Regions from separate parts of the Mus musculus genome. Here regions 1, 3 and 4 are each linked to region 2. A link is a contact called in public HiChIP or PLAC-seq and promoter capture Hi-C data. All regions are on one chromosome and are shown on one strand. The core of a region is the stretch at or near the end of the contact, and the rest is flanking DNA. Distances in the headings are between cores, read along the strand shown. Region 1 holds the start of Zfp69 (zinc finger protein 69). Region 2 holds the start of Mfsd2a (major facilitator superfamily domain containing 2A). Region 3 holds the start of Scmh1 (sex comb on midleg homolog 1). Region 4 holds the start of Kcnq4 (potassium voltage-gated channel, subfamily Q, member 4).

Evidence for each region. Promoter capture Hi-C pulls out the DNA fragments that hold promoters and counts their contacts. HiChIP or PLAC-seq counts read pairs in DNA pulled down with a chosen protein or histone mark.
Region 1: a contact with region 2 is called in an H3K4me3 HiChIP or PLAC-seq map of pro-B cells, with 10 times the contacts expected there. The contact joins the promoter of Zfp69 here to the promoter of Mfsd2a in region 2. A contact is called at or near these places in 7 of 39 promoter capture datasets (cranial neural crest, hippocampal neurons, liver and 4 more), 3 of 115 datasets of contacts at active chromatin or transcription factors (astrocytes, pro-B cells and stem cell-derived neural progenitor cells) and 1 of 9 other capture datasets (pancreatic islet).
Region 3: a promoter capture Hi-C map of liver shows a contact between it and region 2, with 5 times the contacts expected there. The contact joins the promoter of Scmh1 here to the promoter of Mfsd2a in region 2. A contact is called at or near these places in 2 of 39 promoter capture datasets (liver and pre-B cells).
Region 4: a contact with region 2 is called in a promoter capture Hi-C map of embryonic stem cells, with 4 times the contacts expected there. The contact joins the promoter of Kcnq4 here to the promoter of Mfsd2a in region 2. A contact is called at or near these places in 9 of 39 promoter capture datasets (cranial neural crest, embryonic stem cells, hippocampal neurons and 4 more) and 1 of 115 datasets of contacts at active chromatin or transcription factors (embryonic stem cells).

What each region holds. Positions count from the first base shown.
Region 1 is chr4:120,948,788-120,953,197 of GRCm38.p6, reverse strand. It overlaps Zfp69 (zinc finger protein 69), which reads left to right and starts at 1,510. Exons shown (of 6, transcript NM_001384119.1): 1 at 1,510-1,754; 2 at 3,638-3,866. The coding sequence starts at 3,764.
Region 2 is chr4:122,958,122-122,962,916 of GRCm38.p6, reverse strand. Mfsd2a (major facilitator superfamily domain containing 2A) reads left to right here and starts at 1,729. Exons shown (of 14, transcript NM_029662.2): 1 at 1,729-1,976; 2 at 3,516-3,647. The coding sequence starts at 1,884.
Region 3 is chr4:120,403,585-120,408,476 of GRCm38.p6, reverse strand. Scmh1 (sex comb on midleg homolog 1) reads right to left here and starts at 3,129. Exons shown (of 18, transcript NM_001379185.1): 1 at 3,021-3,129.
Region 4 is chr4:120,744,952-120,749,473 of GRCm38.p6, reverse strand. Kcnq4 (potassium voltage-gated channel, subfamily Q, member 4) reads left to right here and starts at 2,075. Exons shown (of 14, transcript NM_001081142.3): 1 at 2,075-2,614. The coding sequence starts at 2,298.

The sequences.
Region 1 (4,410 bases), core at 261-2,760, 2.0 Mb after region 2:
AAAAACAAAACAAACAAACCTCCTTCCACATTAACAATCAGAGTGGGACTGTGGGGAACCAATGACTTGTGATGTATTATACAGGCATTTGAAGCCTACTCTGAATGACACCTGGTGTCTGTTCCAATCAAGAGTTAGCTAATTAGTTACTTAGTGCAGTAAGACTAACTGCTTAGCAAGACAGAAGTCAGCGGGTCCCTTAGATGGGGACACTGACAAACAGCTCATGAGATAAACTCAGAGCTTTAGTTCTGCCAACTCCAAAGATCTTCCACTCCTCTCAGGGGTGCAATCCCTTTTCCAGGAGCACCAGATGCAACTGTACAGTAGTGTTTAATAAACTCTCTACTGCCAATTTGTCTTTTTTTTTTTTGCAAATTAATTTACAGCCCAAGTGCCACTGTCTTCAACTCAATAGATAGAGATGACTTTGAACGAAGATCACAGCCAACGACACGAAATTTTTTTGCAGTTCATGAATTTTTCCCATGTTGTTTCACTTATCTTCCCCCATCCCAAACACACACAGACACACACACACACACACACACACACACACACACACACACACACACACACATTAAAGAGAACACCCAGCCCTTCGAGGTTCTACTCATGTGGAGAGGGTTTCCTATATCAGTCCCAAGTCCGCTCATTTTTCCCCCTCCCAGTCTCTATGTGCAGTATGAAAGGTCTGTTTTCCAGATAGCTGGGCAAAAGCCGCTTTCAACTTGGATTAACTTTCTGGATGCTGGTTTTCCAATTTTTGCTCTGGTAAGTGTTTACTCTGTCGTCATCTCTTCTGTATCTTCCAGTGGGCTCAGTTTTATTTTCTCAATGCCATATGTTTACTGAACTTTTAAAGAGATAAGTTAAATTGAGGAACTGAGGAAGGCTAACTCAGACACCAGACACTTCCCCTAGCTACAGGCACTCAGGAAACACGCCGTGAGAATATGGGAAGAAAGGGGTTCTACCTTCCAGGACCATGGGAAAATAAATTCCTATTGTTTAAGTCACCGGTGTGAAGTGTTTTTCTTTGGGGGTGGGAGGCAGCCTTAAGCAAACTAATACATGTCTTTAGGGACATTAAAAATACATATCCCGGAATTTTTTTTTTAAGTTTATTGTTTTCTAGGCCCCTGTTGCCTTTTGGATTGTCTATTTTTCTACTTATCGAATTCACCAGAATTAGGAGATTAGGAGAGAGCAGGAACTGCGTGCGATTTAAGGCTGCATCCTGAAGCCTTAAGAATGAAAGAATGACAGAGAAGCGGCTTCTCCAGGAAGACTCGCCGGGCCACGGGGTACAGGAGACCCTCAGCAGGGGCTGCCGGCTTCGCTGGACACCGCCCCTGGGTCTGCCCGGGCGGCTTCCGGCTTCCGGGATCTGGGTCGCGCAGCACCCGGGTGGGCGGAGCCACGGGCAGGGCGCTGACGCGAGCAGCGTGGGGTGGGCGGGTCCCGGGTGGAGGCGCGGGGACACGAACCGGGCTAGAGGGGCGGGGTGAAACGGCGGAGCTCGGGCATCTGAGCCGCAGCCGGCGCCGCAGGTCCTGGGCTGGGACAGAAGGCCGGGCAGGACGCCTGTGCGCGCGGAGCTCCGCTCCCGGGTGCGGCGGGTGAGAAGCGGGAGAGGCCGGTGTCCAGCCCGGAGGCCGACGGTGTCCTGTGTCCCTCGGAAGCCACGCTGCGCACTGGGCGCCGCGGTGTGAGCGTGGAAGGCTGGCGGGAACGGATCCGGAGATCCTCCGGTGAGTAGGCGACTCTGCTGCGGAGCTGCGAGCTCGACCGGGTGGCTGCCTGCGAAGTTCTGCCGATGGGTCGTTCAGCAAGCTTCTGGGATTGCCAGCTCCTTCGGAAGGAACAGCACAAAGTTTGCACTTAGTGACGAGACTTTTTACATAGTCGGGGCTATTTGCACCAACTCCGGTCTTTTTGGACAGGCAGTCTTTCACCTTTCCTCCTCTTCCCCCAGACTTCAAAGAGCAGTCCCCTCCCCGAGAGAGAGCTGCGTTTGGGTATCAGGTCCACTGAATCTGGTCCCAGTGTCCACAACTATTCATATGCTGAATGGGCGATTCAGATGATGGATTCGGGTTGTTTCCAAATTGCTGTTATGGTCAGTTCTGTAGTGGTTCTACTTGCACTTGACATACTATATTTCCTCCTCTCCAGCTCTGTGGGAGCACATAACCCTGCAGTTTTAATTGCATCTGAACCGGGGATTCGTTTCACCAGCTGTGCTGGGCATTTGGAGTGTGTGATGACGACTGTTGCTGCTGGCTTATGACAAAGCGCAGCCCTGTGAATTACTGTTTTATCAACTGAGATATTCAAGCTGAGCTTTCTAATTGTTTTCTAAAATAACTCTAAAACATGATGGCCACTGGGGCCCCGTAAAGGCTTTGGCAGACAGGTCTGATGCCCTGGTAAAAGGAGAGAACCAACTCTCAAAAGTTGGCATGTGACCTCCACCCCCATAAATAAACGCATGTGATTTTTTTTATTTTTAATTTTTTTTAAAGATTTATTTCTTTATTATAAGTACACTGCAGCTGTCTTCAGAAACCCCAGAAGACGGTGTCAGATCTCATTAGGGATGGTTGTGAGCCACCATGTGGTTGCTGGGATTTGAACTCAGGACCTTTGGAAGAGCAGTCAGTGCTCTTAACTGCTGAGCCATCTCTTCAGCCCGTGATTTTTTTTTTAAACTTTAAGATAATGTTTATTGTACAGCTTTAAAATAAAAAGGTCTTAATTGTTAACTTAGTAGACCTAACATTGTCTCAACACTGCATCCCTGTGCAGTAGTTAACATCCACATTTTATAGATGAGGAAACTGAAGGTCAGACTTGAAGTGCCTCAGGTCTCAGCTTTACATACAGGTCAGACATCAAAGAGCCTTCCTTGGCGCCAGCTCCAAATATGTAAGCAGGCAGAAGGGGCATGCAGCTTACAAGGTGGTCAGGTCAGGGCATGTGGACATTTGTACTTTTTTTTTTCCTTTGGTACTGGCGTCTTTGTATCTATGTGTTTAAAGTTGAGGGTTACTTCTGTATCCAGGACACTATTATTTCAGTATTGGTGCCGAATCTTCTAGGCCTTTTTGCAGCTATAAAGACAGTTCTGGACTTCTGGCTGTATGATGGGTTCTCTGGGTCTCTCCTTTCATGCCTTTTGCTCTCTAGGCACACAAAGCAGGTTAGTCCGATGGCTTAGTGGGGAAAGGCACCTGCTGCCAAGTCGTACAGCCTGAGCTCAATCCCTCTGACCCACTTGTTGGAAGAAGAGAATGGACTCCCATAAGTTATCTTGTACCCTCCAGCTGAGCACCATGGCACACAGACAGACAGACAGACAAATAAAGTTTAAAAGAAAGTACAGCCAAACATAGTGGTGCTCACCTTTAATCACAGCACTCAGGGGGTAGAGGCAGATAGATATCTAAGTTCAAGACCATCCTGGTCTACAGAGTGAATTCCAGAACATCCAGAGCTATACTGAGAAATCCTGTCGCAAGAAAGAAAAGGAAGGGGAGTCCAAAGGCCTCAAAGCAGCTTACAGGACTGCCTCCCAAAGATGAAGCGTCTATACCCAGAGTTCTTCATCTCACAATGGTCTCTGATATTGCAGGGGCTCAACAACTCTTCCAGGGTAAAAGATTATGGCCTGAGGACGATACAACCAGGAAGCCTCTCATCGAAAGTTCCAGCAGTTTCCCCACCCGAAGCTGCCACCCCCAGTCAGGCCGGCGCCATCATGCCTCAGCAGCTCCTGATCACCCCGGCCACTGAGGCGACCTGGGTGAAGTTGAAGGAGGTGTCCCTGTGGGAGGATGTGACAAAAATGTTTGGAGGAGAAGGTGAGAACAGACAAAGTTGGAAGAAGGGGTGGTCCCTTGGGGATAACTTAGGGGAAAGAAGATCCATGCGGGTTCATGCTTGTGCCATGGGGGTCAGGGGATATTTGTGAAGGAAATGCTGGGCTCCTACCTCTGCTTCCTGGTGACTTTTGCTGTGTGTCCCTTCTTTTCCCTGTCCCCAGAAACAATATATAACAGGAAGGAAGGCCACAGGATGTGCCCCTCCCCCACTGCCAGTTCCTGCGTGTGAGAGCCTAACTCAGAATCAGGGAATCAAAGGTCTCTGGCCCGAGTCTCAGGTTTTCTGCAAAACTCCTGGTCATCTTTGCCCTAGTCAGTCTTTTTGGTAATCTTTTTTTCATCCTCTTTCTCTGAGAGGCAAGAACAAAATGCCTGACTGCTCTCATTTTACCTAAGTTGGTTAATTCCTTTAAGACATGCCCAAGTCTTAGTCTGCGCAGAGTAGTAGGGTAGGAAGAGGAGTCAGTGTTTTGTGTGGTCTCATCATTCATACCCATAATGCTTTGTGTTCAGCCCAGAGTTT
Region 2 (4,795 bases), core at 480-2,979:
GGCCAGGAGGGGAACTAGCCCAGCCTCAGCTCCTGAGTCCTTGTGCGCGAAATGTTTCCTGTACAACTTCTTGTCTTATCCCCCAGACAACGCTATTAGGTAGGTCCCTATTTTGTACACAAGGAGGTTAATAAAGTTGTTCAGGAACAACTAGATAGCCCGTCCATGGAGGTGCCTGGGGTTTTTCTGAATGGGCTGGCTCCTCTGGTGCTTCAGCTCACACTCACTGTGATTTAGTGGGATATGGGAGTGAAAGAGATAGAGTTCTTATTTTCAAGGAGGGCATAATCTGGCTCGGTTATTCAGATCACTTCTGGAATGCTGCCATTCAAAGGAGTGAAGAATTTAGGGCTGGAAGAGACTGTACAGGACTCCATAGCTTCCCTCCTATAGTATGGAAGAGAGAGAGGGCAGTGTGACAGTGGGGACAACAGGCCTTCTTACAGTCTTCACTATTTCCCTTGGCTTGTTTCTGGACAGTGATGTGCCAGGGCACACAAGGGTGCTGTGGCCATTGTGGAGGAGTCAGATCTCAATAGCTCTTCCCTGCAATCTGAACTAAGAGGAGGGGAAAAAAAAAAAGCTTGACACTGAGAAACACAGGTCCTGTGTGAGCGGTCTCTGAGAGTCTAAGCAGTAACTTCACTGAAGAGGGAGAGCTGGACTTGACCCAGGCTCCTGGGGATCTGTGAAGGCTGGAGTGCCATTAGCAGAGGTGGAAGGAAAGGCAGCAAAGACCGTTCTCTGCTGGCACCTATGCCTGGCCTCTGTTTAGATGATGACGGTCCTCCCTTCTTTCAAGGACCACATTCCTCTGCATGCTCTTTCTCAAAGCTTTTCTTTTCTCTTCTCTCTTTTCTTTTCTTTTCTTTTCTTTTCTTTTCTTTTCTTTTCTTTTCTTTTCTTTTCTTTTCTTTTCTTTTCGACACAGAGGGCTGCTGGCGTCTTGTATCTCCCAGGGCTTCCTGTCTGGGAGCACAGACATAGCTCAGCCTTCTGTAATTTATGCTGAGGGGCAGAGCAGGAGAGTTATGAGTAAAGACTTTGGAACTGGACAAAACCTTTCTGGCCTGTCTGTGTCGCAACAGCTGTTCTTCTTGTGTCCCCCTTTCCTGGGTTGTAAAATGGGGATAATAATAGTACCACCCTCAGATGGCGTTCATAAGCACCCAGTGAGGTCATGTTAAGCCTGTTAGAAAGCTACCCATAAACGGCTGCTGTGGCCATGGCTCCTTCTTAGAACTTGCGAGTTCCCCTGCCTGGAAGCGGTAGCCACTGGACTTGGTAATTTTTCTGTCCCATTGAAAAAGGCCCCTACTTTTCAAAGGGAGGAAGAGGAAATTGTCGATCTTGAGACACGAGGGACATTGATAATGAAAGTTACAGCCCATGGCCTCAGGTTTGGGGGAGGGGAGAAGCCACCTGACTCCGGATTTTAAAAGGAGCTGATGGGGATTCAGAAGTCAAGGGCCACAGGCTCTACTCAGGGAAAACTCACTCTGGGGGACCTCGGACAGGTCACTTTCAGCCTGGGACTTCAGTTTCCTCGGGCGAGTCAGGTGGGTTTCTCAGCTTTGCTTAGGTAGTTAGGAGCACGCGGTGTGGGTTGCCGGCTTTGAGAACGTGGCTGAGCAGCGAGGCTCCGCCAGCCGAGATGGGCAGGCGCGTGCAGGGATTGGCTGGAGGCGCAGGCCCGAACCTTTAAGAGGCGCGGAGGGGACGTGCTAGGGAGTTTTCATCGCCGGCGTTCCTGGTTTGCTAAGTGCTAGCGAACGTAGTAGTGGCTGGGGCTGCGCCTAGGATCGGAGCCACAGGCGAGTGCCGGCCGGCAGAACACAAGAGCATCCCGGCGTCCCGGTCCCACGCGGCGTGGCCCGCGGGTCATGGCCAAAGGAGAAGGCGCCGAGAGCGGTTCCGCGGCGGGGCTGCTCCCCACCAGCATCCTCCAAGCCAGTGAACGGCCGGTCCAGGTGAAGGTGAGGTCCCGAGAGGAGGGCAAGGGGTGGTGGGCCGGCCGGGATGTGGGTATAGGGGCGTCGGAGACTAGGTCTGGCCTTGGGACACTTGGCGGTAACAGGGTACAGCGAAGCTTGAAAAAAGCAAGGAGTGCTCTGGGACCGGGAGTGATGGAGAAAGTCTGAAGCCCCTTTGCACACCCCTACAATGGGTTTGCGCCAAGAGAGGCGCCGGCAACTCTACGCGGCGTGGGGCTCTCCCCAGCGCTCTAGGTTCTACTGTGCTGAGCCACACTAGTTTCTCTCCCTAGACCTGAAGAGACCCCAGAAGTCTGAGAGTCCCTTTGGTTCTCCATCTCTCACCACCCCCCACTCTCGTGCTTTAACTCTGAGGAGGGCCACTCAAGTTCATTCATAAGAACAAGGGCTTTGCTCTTAAAGGAGCCGCATACCGAAAGCGTTTGTGTGACTGAGGGTTCACATGCACAGAGCTCCGCGTGTCTCGACATCCTCTCTCTCCGATCCGTTCTAACTCTTTGGATCTATTTAACCACACCATGAAACCATGCGGCCCCAGGAAAGGAATCTCTCACAATATAGCTAATTGGGAGGTGCTTAACTTTTCCTTTTAATTTTATTAACTGTTCTTGGAAGAAACGAGTAAGCAATTATGCTGTTACCATGTATGAGTAATCTCTACTTTCCCTGGGCAACCTCAGCCTCCCCTAGTGCTCCACCCGGAGAGGGCTGAGCCCTGCACCTGGAGCCCTTTTTACCCCTCTCCAAGGTCCCCTAGGAGCTGGAAAGGGTGCGTGTTAGGCAGATGGATGGTAGGACTGCTCAAGGGTTTGCCTGGAGCTGAAGACTCCCTACAGGGGCCCGGGAACTTTGGGACAGATTGAAAGAACAGCTGAGGATGCAGCGGGCTGGGCGCCCCCCCCCCTTCTGGTGCACTCATCCAGGACGCAGGTGGATCCTAGCTGCTGCGGGGCGTCAGGGAGGGAGCCTGGGCTGGGCTCAGGGAACTTTTGGCAGCAAGAGGATTTTCAGGTTGTGGCAGCTAGTGCCAGGTAGGGACAGGCCCATTGCTACCGCATGCTCTTTCTGGGTAACTTGGAAAGGAGCTGAGGGCCTGGGAGAAGATTTTATTTATTTATTTATTTATTTATTCATTTATTTTCTTACTTATTTGAGACAGGTTTCTCTTTGTATCCCTGGCTGACCTGGAATTAGCTCTGTAGACCAGGTTGGCCTCAGACTTTACAGATCTGCTGGGCTCTGCCTCCCAAGTGTTGGTGCCACTACACCTGATCTGGGAGATCTTTAAAGATGGAAGGTGATAGATTTCCTCAGAGTCTGGGGGTGGAGGGATAAGTCTGGGTTTAAGGGCAACTTCCTGTGGGGTTGGGGAAGTGAGATTTCCCTAGGTGGGAACTGGGCAAGGTAGAACTGTTCCTCTTGGCCGAGTTGGCTGGAGAAATAAATGTCTGTGCCTCTGGCACGTTCTAGGTTGGTGGCCAGAATCCTGGGCTTATTTTCATTCTTTCCTTCTCTTCCCAGAAGGAACCAAAAAAGAAGCAGCAACTGTCCATTTGCAACAAGCTTTGCTATGCAGTTGGAGGGGCCCCGTACCAGTTGACCGGCTGCGCACTGGGATTCTTCCTGCAGATCTACCTATTGGATGTGGCTAAGGTGAGTAACAGGAGCTCCTCGGGCTCCTTTGGTAGCCAGAGGGAACTGATGGGCTCTTGGTAGGGTCATTCAGTTTTCCCCAGTGGTAAAACAAGACCAGGACACATTCCTTGGCTGCCACTCAGGGTCACAGTGGATGGGAAGTAAGGCTTTAGGAAGTGTGCGGGAGGGGGGGGGGCGCGGTCTACCTGCCCCAGGAACCACAGCTGGCAACTCTTCCTTGCCTGGCAGGAGCAATAGAGAGCCTGGCGGAATAGGGCAGTGGCTGAGGGAGAATGGGACCCGCTAGTGACGCTGTTCTTAGAAGAGACTGGCACACCATGTCCCTGGCTGGAAGACAGTCAGCTGGCTTGGCTCAGGGTTTAGTGGGTGTTGCTGTTGCTAGGTTGATGGAAGAACTGTATCTCACCTTCACCTGAGGAGCAGCAGCTTGCTGCTGATGGCTAGGGGAAACCTGAAGGTGCAGGCAGATGTTAGTGTCCTGGGACTAGGGGGTCTCTGATGGAAAGGGCTAGTTTGGGTGAAGCAGGGCTACTGTGTGTACTTTGAGAAGCCTTGGCTGGCAGCCTGGCATCCAAAGAATTCGCCCTGTCTGGATGAGAGAGTGGGAGACTGGGTAACCATGGCTCCGGGGTGCCCTCACTGGCTCTTTTCTGTGTAGCATCTCTGGGCAAGCGAGGCATATTAGTTTCCATTTGCAGGTGTGGAACACTAAGCCCCAGAAAAGACAGAAGACTCATTCAGTAGCTAGGTTTCCAACAGTTCCCATGGCTGGGTCCCAAGCGGGTTATAAATAAGAGGAACCTGCAGTTGACTATAAAATGGGGTTACAATAAGTGGGGAGAGTACAGAGTGGGGATACAGTGTGGGGAAGGCTGCCAGCTTTCCAGAGCAGGGTTGTGACAACTGGATATGGGGGCACACACCAGTTATCCCAGCACTTAAGAGGCCAAGACAGGATTAAGATTCAAAACCAGCCTGAGACTCTGTCTCAAAAACAAAGTTAAAAAGAAATCAAGGTTTTATGGATGATATTAAAGCTAGACCCTAAAGTGTTTGGGAAGTATGAGACGGTTTGAGTAAAGGGTTATAGGACATTCTCTAAAAGTCATCTATAGAGCAGGCATAAAGTCACACATCTGTAATCC
Region 3 (4,892 bases), core at 1,880-4,379, 2.6 Mb after region 2:
TATATCCCGCACACACATATACATGCATATCTAGTTGTCACCTAGAACAGGTCCACATCAGACTTTATTATTTATAATAATAAACTAATATTTTATGTCCTAACCACAATTTATTTTCTTCCACATTACTTCCATTATTTGTCCCCTGGTCTAACTCAAAAAATTGCTAAATCTAAAAATAAGAATAAAATAAACCCATCTCCAAGTGTTTCCTGTTTCAATTAATGACACCCTCCTCCTATGGTTATCCAAGCCTAAGACCTGAATACAACATGAATTATTCCCTCATACACATAAGACCTCATAAGCTTTCTCAAACTCATTTCTTACTTTTTCATCTCTGTAACCATTTTTAATGTTACTTCAACCATGTCTACTTTTTTTTAAAGTAAGCCTTCAGTGATTAAAGAACATCCCCCACTGAATTAATTTCACAATATTTATATATACAAGGTCCACCATGACACAGTCTTTGCCTGGCTGGACCTTCATAATTTACTATATTTTATCTCTACCGTTACATTATTGGCAGTCACAAAGTGTTGTGGGTTTTGTGGGGGTCAATCCTTTTCTCTTACTTTTCCTTTATTTGTTCTATTTTCTCTAAGGCATATTCTACTCCTCTTGGCCCCCTCATCACCAGAGCCTAGGCTCATCCCTCCCCATAGCCTTCCCTCAAAGCCTGGCTAGTTCAAAAGCCCTCACTCTCCATGCAGTGCTTAACTTTTATTGAGCTAGCCTGTGTAAGCACCACATTGGTCCAGCTCCACAATGTTACAAATGTCCCACTTATCTGTGTGTCCAGTCTACACCATACATAACTCAATGCCTGACACATGGTAGTATATAAGTATAAAGGTTACAATACAGCAAGTTTAAATTTCATTGTAATGTTCATATCAGAGTTTTCCCAGTTTTGAATCCTTACCCTGGAGGGTGCAGTTCTGTACAGAATGGCACCATATAATTCTTTAACAAGTTACACAAAAGTGAAACAGTATTTGCACAAACTAACATTCCAGAAATTAAAATCTGACATGTGTGGAGCTGGTGAGATAGCTCAATGTTTAAGATCATGTATCTCTCTTCCAGAGGAACCAAGCCTAGCTCTTAGCACCCAACTGTTATCTTACAACTCTCTATAACTCCAGTTGTAGAGAAATCTTATTCCTCTAGCCTCCATGGGCGCGCGCGCACACACACACACACACAATTAAAAAGCAACACCTTTAAAATTTTGACTTATGTGCTACAAACTTAAAAACCACTAACCAATTCAAAAAACAAAGACATAAGTACAAAGATAAACACAGTTCTGACTGCTGGTATGCGCTTGCCTTAGTTACAAAAACAGTGAAACTTTGCTCAGATCTTGAATGAGGTCCCAGCCACAGATCTTAGCATTTTATCTACAAAGCCATCACTTCCCTAATGGGCTTAAGAAATTACTTGTTTGCAGGGATGCTTAGGCAAAGGTCTAAAAAACTAATAAAAGATCCGTTTTAAGTACTTTAACCCTACGTACCACCAAGGCTAAGAATTAAACTTTAAAAAAAAAAAAAGGAAAAAAAAGGAATGCTTTTTTAATGAGCAACAGAAAGTGTTTTTTTCACAGCAAGTTGAGGCCTTCTGCTGGCAGGGAAAAAAAGCAGAGTTCATTGTCATAAGGCAGTTCTCTCTCCAAGCAAATATTAAATTGCAGTTTGGCACCAATCTAGGTCTCAGTCCTTTTTAGAGCAAAAATAATAAGCTCTTTTATCTGCATGATATATTACACTGTACAATCTTTTGATATACATTAGCTCACTTGATGAAGTGTTCAATTTTTCAAAGGAAGAGAAACCACAAAACAGGATGATCTCTTTTAGCTTGGGGGAACACATGCTACTACTATACAGCTTTTCCCTCTCCCCTCCCTACCCCCACCCGCTAAGTTCAACGCAGTACGAAAATGAGGAAGGGAGAGTACTTTTTATTTAAGGTCAGTCCTTTAGGGTCAAAGCTCTTCCCTTAGAAATGATTGAGCTTGGTCTCTCTGCTCACAAGAAGCTCTTCTGTGGGGGCAATATGGGCAAACCAGTGCTCATCAAAGGAGCGGATCAAAGACCAGAGTAAAGAAAAAGACTAAAGGAATTGGGAGTTAGCCAAAATAAGACTCAGGGGACACGATTACTATCTTCACTCTTAACAGCTGCCCAAGAGGAAACGAAGCAGAAAGACGAGAGACAGCCGTTCCTTTCTACCTATAACCAAATCCATCCAGGACCAGACTGGACGGCCTTACTTTAGAAAGGTTATTAGGACTAGGACGGAGAGCCGTCCTAAAAGGTTCGCCAAATTATTAGGGTATTATTTGGAATTTTTAAAGATAACTTCCTTCCCGAATAGGATAAGAGTAGGGGGAGCCTGGATGACTCTCAGATCTCTTCGCTTTGGGGTATGTTTTGGGGTTCACCTATCTACTAGGGAACTCCTTCCCCTGCTGTGCTCTAAGGTTGTCCGCCGTTCCCTGTCTCAGGTTCGAAACCTTCTGTAGCCGCCGGGTGTTTGCCCGGCTCCAGGCAGGTGACACAAGTGAGTCTCCCCCACCCCGCCCCCAGCCCCGGGACCCCTGAAGAAAGCTCCAAGCCCACTGTGTTCACGACCCCCGGTGCTCCGCTGCTGGGACCCAGGCGAATCTCTCTGGCGACGCGTCCCAGCAGCCCGAAAGAGCCCCCGCACTGGGCCCGAGCCAGGCTTCCCGGTTCCGCCCCAAGCCCTGCTCCCCGCTCGGAAGGGGCCCTGTGCGGGGACTCGCGCGCCGCGCCCCCGACCGACCCCGACGCGTCAGGCCGCCGCCGGACACTGGGCCCGAGCAGATGCGGCGCAGGCCGCCGGGGTTCTGGCCGGGTTGACACGGCCGCCGGAGGGCCGCGGACACAGACACCAGGGTCACCGGGCGGGGACTCGCTCCAGCCCGTGGCCGTAAGGCGGGCCTTGAGGGGCCCGGACCGGGCCGGGGGTGGCAGTGAGGCGCTTACCTGAGGGCGACAGCGGCGCGGGGCGCGGGCGGCTCACTCCCATCCAGCCGCCATGTTTCCGCTGCGCAGGGAGCGAGCGAGGACGCCGGCAGGGGCGGGCGACGGCTCTGGAGAGCGGCTCGGCTGAGGCGGCGGCGGGAGGCGGGGGGCTCCACCGAGGCGGCGGCGGCGGCGGCGGCGGCGGCCGAGGGGCGGGGGGCGGGGGCGAGAGCTGCCCAGCCCCGCCCGCCAGAGACTCCTGCCGCGAGGTGGCGCGCGCCGCGGCCGTTGGGTTCTCTCGCGCGCGCGCGCGGGGCGGCGGGAAGGGGCGACCCCTCGCGCCTTCCCCCCGCCTCGCGACCGCCAGCCCTAAAAAAAAAAAAAAAAAAAAAAAAAAAAAAAAAAAAGCCGCGACCCACTGGATTGCTCGCGTCTCCCAGACAAGTGAATGACGTCCTCTGAGGTCCCAGGTTCGAATCCCGTCGGCCCTCAGCCCCCACCCAGCTGGTGGCCGGCTGTGGAGTAATCTTAAAAGAGTTCCTTCGCACCTTTAGTCTTTCCAATGCGCAGGCGGGAGGAAAACTACTATGAGGAGAAAACCAGTGCGCCCCAAAAGGTGCAACAAGACTAACAAAAGCAGGCCTTCACTTTTGCCCCGTAGTAGGCTTTGAATGTTAGCGTGCTAGGTACTACAGTGGCTAGGGTCCTTCCAATGATGCTACCCCACCCCACACACAATTGTGTCTCAAGAACGTTATGTTTTAGCCCGCGGAAACTGAAGTTCATGGGGGTGGGGGGGAGAGCTACGTCTCCAAGATCACACAATTTTACTGGCTGTGCTCTTGCCTGGAGGTCAGGTGTTAAGGGAAATGCTGGTTGATTTTTATCAGCCTGAAACAAATCTACTCTTATCTCAGAAGGTGGAATCTCAGTTGCATAACAGTCTCCATCAGAATGGCCTATAGGCAAAGTCTGGGTGGGCATTTTCTTGTCTAATGATTGATGTGGGAGGTGCTACCCCTGGGCAGAGGTGGTCCTAGGTGGTATAAAGAGAGGCCAATAAAGGATGTTGCTCCATAGCCTAGCTTCATTTCCTGTCTCCCTGTTGCTGTTCTCACCTCCCTCAGAGATGAACAATGTTGTGGAAGTGTAAGCCAAATAAACCATTTCCTCTCCCAGGTTGCTTTTGGTAGGGGTCTTTATCACAGCTATGGAACTCACACCAGAACCAGAGAGTTCCGGGAAAGCAGCCCTTACTTAGCCCGAAGCTCATTCAATCTGGTTCCTAGAGGAAGCTGCAAAGAAAGGCTTCTCAGGATGAGGAGAGACTGAGAGCAAAGGTGTGGCAGGGATGGCTATCAAGAGTCTGAGAGGCTCTGGGAATCTGGTGGTGATGCTGTTAATGTTAGAGAATGAAGGGAAGCCAAAGCACGGCAGATCCTTGCACATCTACACTAGAACTTCAATTTTTTTTCCTCTCTCTCTTCTATTGGATATTTTCCTTATTACATTTCAAACGTTATCCCCTTTCCAGGTCTCCCCTCCAAAAACCCCCTATCCTATCCCTGCTCCCCCAGCCTCTATGAGGGTGCTCCCCCACCCACCCACACACTCAATGCCTTCCCTCCTTGACATTCCACGACACTGAGGGATCAAACCCCTAAGGCCCAAGGGCCGCTCCTCCCACTGATGTCCAACGAGGCTATCCTCTGCCACATATATGGCCGGAGCCATGGGTCCCTCCCTGTATACTCTTTGGTTGGTGATCCAGTCCCCGGGAGCTGGGGGGGGAGGGGTCTGGCCAGTTGACACTGTTGCTCCCCCCATAGGGCTACAAACCCCCTCAGTTCCTTCAGTCCCTTCTCCAATTCCTTCATTGGGGACCCCATGCTC
Region 4 (4,522 bases), core at 826-3,325, 2.2 Mb after region 2:
AGGCCATGAACTGGAAAAAATGACGAGGACCCTCTCCTGCGGAGTTCCATTCACAGAGAGAAGGGAAGCTTGGCAATCACCCACACGAGAAGGGGAGCATGGGTTCATAGGTGGCACTCAACTGGAGGATCAGATTTCCCAGAACAGACCCAATTTTAGATATCCCAAGTGCTGATAAGGGCAACCTGAATTCAAGTTCCGTTTCAGCTAAGATCAAAGCCTCAAAAGACCCCAGCAGCCACTTTCCGTTGTGTAATTTGAATTCTTGACTTGAGTCCCATCCCTGGGCCTCTGATTGAGAACTTGCAGTTTACCAGTCAGGAGAGACAATGCCATATATGGGGTGGGGGATATACGGGCTTCAGCTTATAGGGAGAAGATAGCTATATCTAGCCCTGGCACTTGCAACCATAGTGCGCACCCCCCCCCCGCCCCCAAGTCTAGAAACCTTCAGTTCTCAGTAGGTCAGGGCATGACCTATGCAGGAGCACTGCGCACTCCCAGCACCAGCAGCAGTGGGAGAGATTCAGGTCAGACCCCAGAATGCATCCCAGCTGGGCAGGAGGGTAAGGGTCGCTAGGGGTTGGGGTACAGGCTGCCAAAGGTAGCTTGGGAACTTCGAATCCTACCCACCCTCACGGTCCATAGCCCTCCCTCCAGCCCTCCCGCTCTGGCGCTCAGCAGATCAATGCTGCCTTTGCTGACAGCTGAGAATCGAGCTTGCAGCCCGCCCCCCCCTTCCAGCTAGCTGTGTCCCCCGAGATCCTCCCCGAGGAGTGAAGAAGAGTTTGCTGCGGAAGCGCTTCACCCTGGGGCAGGGCCTGCGGAGGGAGCGGGAGCGTCTGGTTTGGCCATCGCTTTAGGCTGGGGAAGAAGGAAGGAGGGCCAGCAAACCCGAATCATCACCTAGTACACGGTCAGGAGGGCGAGGGAAAAGGGGCCAGACAGCTCACAGCGGAGACGGAGGTCAGGCACCGAGAACTTTTTGCTGGAGAGGGGTGCTCCTAGAGAAAGTCCTGGTGGGGTGCTATAGGCCTTTGGGAGTGCTCTGTCCGTTCCCCTAATACTGGCCCCTAGTACGTTTATTTCTATACTTCTATCTGCCCTAAACAAGCTTTTCTGGGCTAGAGTGGGAGAAGGGGGTGGCGGGTGTGAATCCCACGGAGCGGAGATGGAGTGGGGAGATGAGGGCAGGTACGTAATCAGGGAGGGAGCGTCCCCTCTGCTCAGGGTGATCAACTGGGGTCTCCTCCTTCATCAACAAGACGGGAGGAGAGACGCATCTGGGCACAACTGTGAGCTACACCACCCCACACATCTCTCGATAGCTGTAGGGCACCGGGCCCTTCAAGTAACAACAGCAGGAGGAACGGAAGCTGCTGTCCCAACTTCACTCGGCCCTCAGCGCATTTTAAACACCCTGCACTAGAAACCGAGGGCACGACCCGACGGGCACACCTCCTCGCTTACATTACCCATCGCGCTGTACTGCCCGGTTCTGCACACTCTTCTGTACTCTCATCCATCTATCTATCCACCCACCCACCCACCCACCCATCCATCCATCCATCCACCCACTCACTCTGAACCCACGCAGACCCACGGCTGGCTAGCCAACTCTCACAAGTAGGCACTTCTCTGGACACAAACACCTCCACTCTACAATGTAAGTGTCCCTCGAGCTACCGCGGCCACAACTCCACACTCCACGCTCCACTTTCCACAACCACTCACCAGGCGTCCCAACCTCCCTCCCCAGAGCGGGCCACCAGGGCCACACCACTCGTACACGCCCGGCCTCGGGGCCCGGCGCGCTGCCCGCGCCACGCGCTCGGGGCCGGGACACACCGACTGGGCGGACCGCGCGCCCTGCTCCGCCGCGTCCGACCCGGGTCCCCCTCCCGGTGCTCTTCTCTCTCGCTCCCTCCCCGATTTGGGAAGGCGGCCGCGGGGCGGGCGGGGGAGGGGCGGGGCGGGGCGGGGGAGGGTGACATGTGAGCGGCGCGCCGGCGGCAGGTGGAAAGGCGAGCGGCATGGAGCGCGTAATAAGAGAGTTGGAGTCGGAAAGAGCCGCCCCAGTCGCCGGGGAAGCGGGCGGTCAGTACGGGCTCCCGCGGCCCCGAGGCTCCGAGCGACCGCCTCCGGACCCCGCACGGACCCGGCCTGGTCCCTAGCCCCCGCCGCCTGCGTGCGCGCCCAGGGTCGCCTCGCCGGCCCGGGGTTCGAGCCATGCGACTCTGAGCCGCCCGAGCGCGCCCCCGCCCCGCAACGCCCCGGTCCCCCGTCCGGCGCCGCCCATGGCCGAGGCCCCCCCGCGCCGCCTCGGCCTGGGCCCCCCGCCCGGGGACGCCCCCCGCGCGGAGTTGGTGGCGCTCACGGCCGTGCAGAGTGAACAGGGCGAGGCGGGCGGGGGCGGCTCTCCGCGTCGCCTCGGCCTTCTGGGCAGCCCCCTGCCGCCGGGCGCGCCCCTCCCTGGGCCGGGCTCCGGCTCGGGCTCCGCCTGCGGCGGCCAGCGCTCCTCCGCCGCGCAGAAGCGCTACCGCCGCCTGCAGAACTGGGTCTACAACGTGCTGGAGCGGCCCCGCGGGTGGGCCTTCGTCTACCACGTCTTCATGTAAGTTGGAGCCCCCGCACCCCTTGACGTGCCCCGGCTCTGACCCCGCATGAGCCAGACTCCTTGGGGACCGCCACCCCGCGCTGGCTCCACCTCTCTATCCTATTGCCCCGGGGCAGACCCTCACTCAGTTCCCCTCTTGGGCCTGTGCCCCCTTTTCGGTCTCCCAGCCTGACCTAACCCCTGATCTCCCAGCCTTGACCCCTGTTGCCCTGGCGTCTAACCTCTTCTGCCTGCTCTCCTTACTTTCATCCTGATCGCAGAGCCCCACTGCTCTGATCCGTCATTCAGCTTCTTGCTCTTCTCTGCTTTACCAAGTCCGAAGCCGCTAAAGTGGGACTCTCCTTATCTTTTGTTCACCTCACCCTCCCTGTGTCCCAGACACAGAAGACCCTAGCCCCTACATTATTTTTCTCCCCTCAGGCTCTGTAGTTATGTTGTGCTCCCACCTGGTCCCCTTGGAGATTTCTCTCTTCAGAGACAGGCTGTACCCAGATCAGGGCTGTCTAGGGTCCCTATGGCTCTGACAGGCCTGTGTGCTGTTTCCAACTTTATCCGTGTCTTCTTTAGTCTTGCTCCGCACCCTCAACTTCGAAGTACCCAAGGCAGCAGGCTGCCCTGCCTGCCCTGCCCTGTCCTGCCTTGCCCTGAAGGCTGGGCCCAGCTCTCCTGCCTTGCTGGCCAGCTGTACTAGGCCTGGCTCTGAGCATGGGGAAAAAGAAAGAAGAGAGGGGTATGTTTGGAAACAATGCCGCTGTGGGGCCCCTCCTCCTCTCAGCAGGCTCCTACAACTTTCAAAACACTGACCCCTCTTGGATGTAGAGAGTGAATTTTGGCAGCTCGGAAGGCAGTCTTGGGGGAAGGCCTGGTCGGACCAGGAACATGAGAGGCCCAGGCCATATCGGTTAAAGGGCTGGGCCTGGTGCTGAGATGCTGAGAAGTGCCTGGGAGAGACAATGAGCTGCTCTTACCACTGCCTGCTCCAGGGTCTCCAGGGCAGCCCGCTTTGTCCACCTGATAGTCACTTGACAATCTGTCCCTATGCAAGACTTGAGTTTCCCTTTGTGTGTGAGTTAGCTTGTCTGTTAATCTCTCTACCTGTCTGTCCCACAGCCTTTCTGTTGGTCTGTCTGTCTTCGTGCTTTGTGGGCCTATCCTCTTACTTATTTTGATGTCTGTGTGTCCATCTGTCTATCTCTCTGTTCACCTGCTTGGCCACCCTTCTATCTGGCTTTCCCCACCCGTGTCTTTCTGCTTGTCCTCCTTGTATGCCCTCTTACCTCTGCCCCATGAGTCCGGGGGGTGGGGGGTTGGGTACAGAATCTCAGGGGAAGAGGAAGATGGTACCAGGAAGAACAAAGAAAGGGAACTTTCTACAGACCCACTTAGAATACTTAGAGTGGCAGCTGTGGCTTTGTGCAGAGACCCCAGGCTGAGACTCTGCTGGGTGTAAGGCCAGGCTTTGGATCCCAGTGAATAATCAGGGGCAGCCCACATCTCAGTGCACCCAAAAGACCTGGACGGACGTCTGTTGGATGTAGCTGTCAGTGGAGTGATATAGTTCAATGCTGGTGGACTAGGGGCTCCAGTGTCCACTGAACATTAATACGCCAGAGCCCCTTATGTGCCTAGGGAGGCTAAGACACAGGGCACAGCTATGCTTTCCACAGGCTCTTCCCTGGAGGTGACTTTTCCAAGTCATGGCAGGGCCTAGAGAAGTCAGTTGGCTCCTAACTTAGTTCCTTGGCCCCAGGCTGGGGCCGTCAAGTAGAGATGAAAACAGCCTAACCCTGACCAACCACTACTGTAGCTTCTTTAGAGGGGCCTCCCTTCTTACCAGGAGCTAAATCGGATGACACCTTTGCCCCACATCCGCCTCTCTCCAGATGCCAGGAATGCCCTGGCTAG